Regions from separate parts of the Bos taurus genome. Here region 1 is linked to region 2. A link is a contact called in public Hi-C data. All regions are on one chromosome and are shown on one strand. The core of a region is the stretch at or near the end of the contact, and the rest is flanking DNA. Distances in the headings are between cores, read along the strand shown. Region 1 holds the start of CACNA2D4 (calcium voltage-gated channel auxiliary subunit alpha2delta 4). Region 2 has its middle 24 kb from the start of WNT5B.

What was found. Hi-C and Micro-C count contacts between places; a contact is called where the count stands out from the background.
Region 1: a Hi-C map of an unstated tissue shows a contact between it and region 2, with 5 times the contacts expected there. A contact is called at or near these places in 3 of 11 Hi-C or Micro-C datasets (blastocyst, liver and an unstated tissue).

What each region holds. Positions count from the first base shown.
Region 1 is chr5:108,296,948-108,299,647 of ARS-UCD2.0, forward strand. It overlaps CACNA2D4 (calcium voltage-gated channel auxiliary subunit alpha2delta 4), which reads right to left and starts at 1,398. Exons shown (of 40, transcript XM_059887280.1): 1 at 1,349-1,398; 2 at 888-998. The coding sequence starts at 1,398.
Region 2 is chr5:108,161,416-108,164,115 of ARS-UCD2.0, forward strand. No RefSeq gene overlaps it. Among named protein-coding and RNA genes, the nearest start is that of WNT5B, 24 kb to the left of the region's middle.

The sequences.
Region 1 (2,700 bases), core at 148-2,647, 140 kb after region 2:
CTGGGGCCACGACTCCTCTTCTAAAGGCTCGGTGGCAGGGTGTGAGGCAGAGAGGCCAAGCCTCTGAGCTGTGTCTGGGAGGTTGGGGCCACAGGCAGGTGACAAAGTAGAGGTGGGACCCTCTCCGTGGGGACAGTGAACTGCAAACCTCATGCTCGGCTCAGCCCCACACAAACCCTGGGCATCCATGGGCTGCAGGGCCCCCTTCTGTAAGGCCAAGGCTGACAGCAATCTGACTCGTGCTGGGCTCAGGTGTGATGAACAGGTAGCCCCTTTAGTCCAGGATGTTCTGCACCCATCCCAACTGGAACTGTATTTAACGGAGCCACCAGAACTGAGCACTAAAGACCAGACAGCCCCAGGGAGCCACACAGTACTTTATACACAGTTGTGAATGACTGGAAACTTCCCTGGAGCTGCTCTTAGTGACAGAATGTAGGACTGGGGCCAAGAGGGAGGCAGACAGGTGTAAAAAGGGAATGGGGAACCCCCCTTCACTCCCCCTGACTCCTGGCTGCACAGGTGGTGGTCAGTTTAGGCCTGTTTACCCTCATAATGTCGAGATGTGGGTTTCCTGGCAAATCCTTGGGGGAGCCTGATGGTCACTTCCAGCAACTCAGCTCCCACTCCAACCTCTCATCCTGCGATCACCCCGCAGGTGCTGGGGGTGCCAGGAGTCGTGGGGGCTTCCATGATCAGGTCTGGGGAGGGGTAGGGGTGGGGCCCCAAATGGCTGAGATTTGGGGAAGAGAAGTTCACAGGGGAAATGGACAGGGGGACTGGGTGGCCGAGCCCCAGGGGATCTGGAGGGGGGCGAGGACTGAGATGGGCTGGGGAGGAGAGGGGGGAAAGGGTATCTGGGGCGGGGGGCTGGCCTCGAGGCTTACGTTTCCACAGGGATCCTGACCTGCCCCCGTGTGGGGGACAGGGACGTGCTGGACAGCAGACACAGGAGGATCGCCGTCTTCCGCAGGGAGGCCCAGGTCACAGGGATGGGGCTGGGGTCTGTGTGGTTGCTGGGGGGCCCAGGCATGGTGCCCATGTGGGATGAGGCTGGGGAGCAGCCTCAGACCCTGAGCTTTGTCTGCCCAGACCCCTCGCACGGCCCACACCTTCTGCTTCTGGGTCTGGACAAGCCTGTGGTTCCCCAGCTTCCAGTAGGGTCCTGGCTGCAGTGTCTGTGCGTAAGGAGGGGGCTCCCCTGTCTGTCTCGCAGAGGGGTGGCCCCACCTGAGCAGCAGGCTCCCAGGAGAGGGGCTGACTGGAGAGGCTGGAACAGAATGAGCCAGTTAATCCGCCGGCCTCTTCTCTAATCCCCGCCCGGCAGCAGGAGGGTGGAGTCAGGGACCTCAGTGGGATTATCCTGGTTTCAGAAGTGGGGGCCAGCTCACCACGCATGAGCCTCAGTCTCCCGCGTCACAGAGGCAGACCAGTCTCTGGACCCAGGAGACGACAGAGCGACCCTGACCCTGTGATGAATCTGCTCCTGAAAGCTCAGAGCCATCCTGGGACCCATGTGAGCATCCCCGTTTGCTCAGGGAGGCGAGGGGACAGGGTGTCTCTACGTGGGCTCCCACGTCCAGCCTGCTGCCTTTGGCCAGGTCACAGGTAATGTCCACAGCCAATGGCCCCAAGTCCTCCACGTCTCACCTGGTTCTAGGTCGGGGACCCATTTTCTGGGAAGCTCCAGCCCCCCGCCCCCGCCCTCCCCACCCCTTGCACAGATCCAGCCCCTAATGCACGTCCAGCCACTGCTGGTCAAGGCCTATGTCCATCTGCATCTCAGGTCCTCTGTCTGACTTCCCCCATCCTAGGTGGAGCTGGGGGGGACTGTGGGCCACAGGGGTTCAGCCGAGAGGAAGCCAAGCAGGGATACTGCCGGGGTCCAGCCCCGGTGGATCTAGGGAATTCGAAGCGGGGACGGCGTCGGCGAGGATCAGGAAACAATTGCTTAATTAAACGTTAATTAAGGATATAAAGAGTAATAGAATGAGGATAGCTCAGTGAGGAAATTCAGTGGAGAAAAGAGGCTGAAATAAGGATAACTCAGTGAGGAAATTCAGTGGAGAAAAGAGGCTGAATAATTCAGCCAGAAGGTAAGAGAAAGAACGACATGTTGAGACCAAGTTTCGGTGAACAAGGCCCGCACTTTTTTCCAAAGTTGTTTTTATACCTTAAGTTATGCATAGAGGATAATGGGGGAAGGGGTAGAGTCATGCAGTAAGCCAGGCTTTCTTCCTGCAAACTTATCATATGCAAAAGTTTAGGTGATTTGCATCATCTTCTGGCCCGGAGGCCTTTTTCTCTAAAGGTGATTATTCTAAAGTCAGGCGCCAGCCTCCAAAAAGCATTAGATAAAGTTGCATTCCTACAGAGCAAAGGTGTGGTGGGCTATAACAAGAAAAAGAATTAACTCAAGGGTCCCAGGTTACAAACATTAAAGCTACTACTTACACCAATTATATTAATCAATACACTGCCAGGGACACAGCAGGTAAGGGATATGGAGACTTAGCAGCAAACATTGGCCCAACAAGTGAAACTCCCTTCACCAATACAATTTCTAATCAATCTTTTAACTGCTCAAAGGAATCTGTATTTAGACAGTTTAGAACATCTCGTGCCTCTCACAGTTTGGAGGCTCTGAGCAATCACATGTGGCCAGAAAAACCTATTCAGGCAGGCTAGAGGACTTTCAAG
Region 2 (2,700 bases), core at 31-2,530:
TTTCTGCCATAAAGGTGGTTTCATCTGCATATCTGAGGTCATTGATATTTCTCCCAGCAATCTTGATTCCAGCTTGTGCTTCTTCCAGTCCAGCATTTCTCATGATGTACTCTGCATAGAAGTTAAATAAGCAGGGTGACAATATACAGCCTTGACGTACTCCTTTTCCTATTTGGAACCAGTCTGTTGTTCCATGTCCAGTTCTAACCGTTGCTTCCTGACCTGTGTACAGATTTCTCAAGAGGCAGGTCAGGTGGTCTGGTATTCCCATCTCTTTCAGAATTTTCCACAATTTATTGTGATCCACACAGTCAAAGGCTTTGGCATAGTCAGTAAAGCAGAAATAGATGTTTTTCTGGAACTCTCTTGTTTTTCCCATGATCCAGCAGATGTTGGCAATTCGATCTCTGGTTCCTCATCCTTTTGATGAGTAAAGATGAGCAAATTTGATGTGTTGTTGTGTGGGAGATGAAGGGAAGAAACAGGTCCTCCATGCATTGCTACTGGGAGCAAAAAGTAGCACCACTTCCTCAGAACAATCTATCAAAATGTAAAAGGCACATATCCTGGGATTTCCATGGTGGCACAGTTGTTAAGACTCTATGCTTCCAGTGAAGAGGGCAACAGGTTCAGTTCCTGGATGGGAAACTAAGATCCTACATGTGCTGGGGTTGCCAAAAATAAACAAATTAATATAAATTAAAATTTGAAAAGTAAACTAAAAATAAAATGCTCGTATGCTTTGATCCAGTGACGGCACTTCTACAAGTTTATCCTATTCATATGTTCACATGTGTGTACAAAAATGTATGTGCAAGAAGTTTCCTGTGGCATTATCTGGGGAGTAAAAGTCTGAAAGAACCTAAGTGCCTGTCAGTGGGAATGGGTATTAAACATGGTTATTATGTGAACTGGAAAATCACACAAAGTGATACTACGTGTTGTTCACAGCCATATATAAATTTGCATGTGAAACATACAAAATTACTGAAAGAAATAAGTGACAGTGTTCAGCTCTGGGGTAAGGAGCTGAGAAGAGGATTGTCTGTGAAGGTTACAGCATATTTCAACTTTATCTGTAACATTTTACTTCTTTTATATAAGGGAAAAAAGGAAACAGCAAAGATGAGTTTTTATCAGCGCTGGGTGGTGGGAGCTTTTCATATTACACGCTGACTTTTATGTACTTTTTCAAAGAGCACAATTCAGAGCATTGGGCATGAGGTGAAATCTTTCGTGTAAAAAGACACCCACGTGCTTGTTACCTGTGAACGTCTCTGGACAGACGACGGCTGGGAGGGGACCAGGATGTGGGCTCGGGGTGGGGAGGGGCTTATTTTCACCACACGCTGCTCCTGTGTGTGTATTTAACCATTTGAGCATACTACTTACAAATAATAATTACAAAGAGCAAGCAAACAAACAGCACGTTTTAAGAGCCTGTTGTACTTGGAGAGGAAGGTGAGCAGAGGCCTGCCCTCCTCGGGTTCCTGATGGGGGAAGACAGTTCCGGCCCTCCATCCTCATAGTCACAGCTCGGGTCCTACTGAGAGCCGTGTGTGCTAAGTCACTTCAGTTGCGTCCAGCTCTTTTCGACCCTATGGACTGTAACCTGCAAGGTTCCTTTGTCCTTGGGACTCTCCAGGCAAGAATACTGGAGTGGGTTGCCTTGCCCTCCTCCAGGGGATCCTCCCAACCCGGGCATGGAACCCGCATCTCTTATGCCTCTCGCATTAGCAGGTGCGTTCTTCACCACTAGCGCCACCTGGGAAGCCCTTAGCAGTGAGAGCATCGAGCAGCTGATTTTTTGTTTTCTTTTATTTTTTGGCCACACTGTACGGCAGATGGGGTCTCAGTTCCCCAGCCAGGGATGGAACCCGTGCCCCCTGAAGTGGAAGCACAGAGTCCTAACCACTAGACCACCAGGAAATTCTCAGGAGTAGCTGTTAACACTCCAATCGTGAGGTGGACAGGCAGGAAAAAACACTGGAAAATGTCCACTCTGGCAAAGGTATTTAAGTATACCTTAGGGTGGTGAGAGGGAAGCCCCTGGGCCAAGCACACTTAGTTGGTTGTCTGTTTTCAGTGTCAGAGTCCCCAGCAGGAAAACAAAAGAGTCGAGCTGATGGAAGACGAGCTGTGAACTCACAACACAAAGGATCCCTGCAGCGACTGTGCTGAGAAGGCAGTCCCAGCAGGACAGGTCTGAGGGAGTCTGCCTCTCCCAGGTCCCCAGAGGAGTCACCTTCACAAAGGCAGAAAGTGGATGGAGGTCCCGGCGCTGAGGTCGGGGAAGCTGGTGCTTCATGTGGATACAGTTACAGTTTCAGTTTCGAGACGATGAAAAGGCCCTGGGGGCAGACGGTGGTGACGGCTGTAAAAGCCTGTGAGCGTCCCTGGTGTAGCCAAGCTATGCACGTATAGACGGTTAAAATGGTAAATGTTATCTCGTGAGCCTGCATGCTCATCCCTCAGTCGTGCTCAACTCTGTGCGACCCCATGGACTGTAGCCTGCCTGACACCTCTGTCCAGGGGATCTTCCAGGCAAGAATACTGGAGTGGGTTGCCATTTCCTTCTCCGGGGGATCTTCTGAACCCAGGGCTCAAAACTGCACCTCCTGCATTGCAGGCGGATTCCTTACTATTGAGCCACCAAGGGAAGCCTATCTGGCTTAACTGACTTTCAAAGGTGCAGGATGT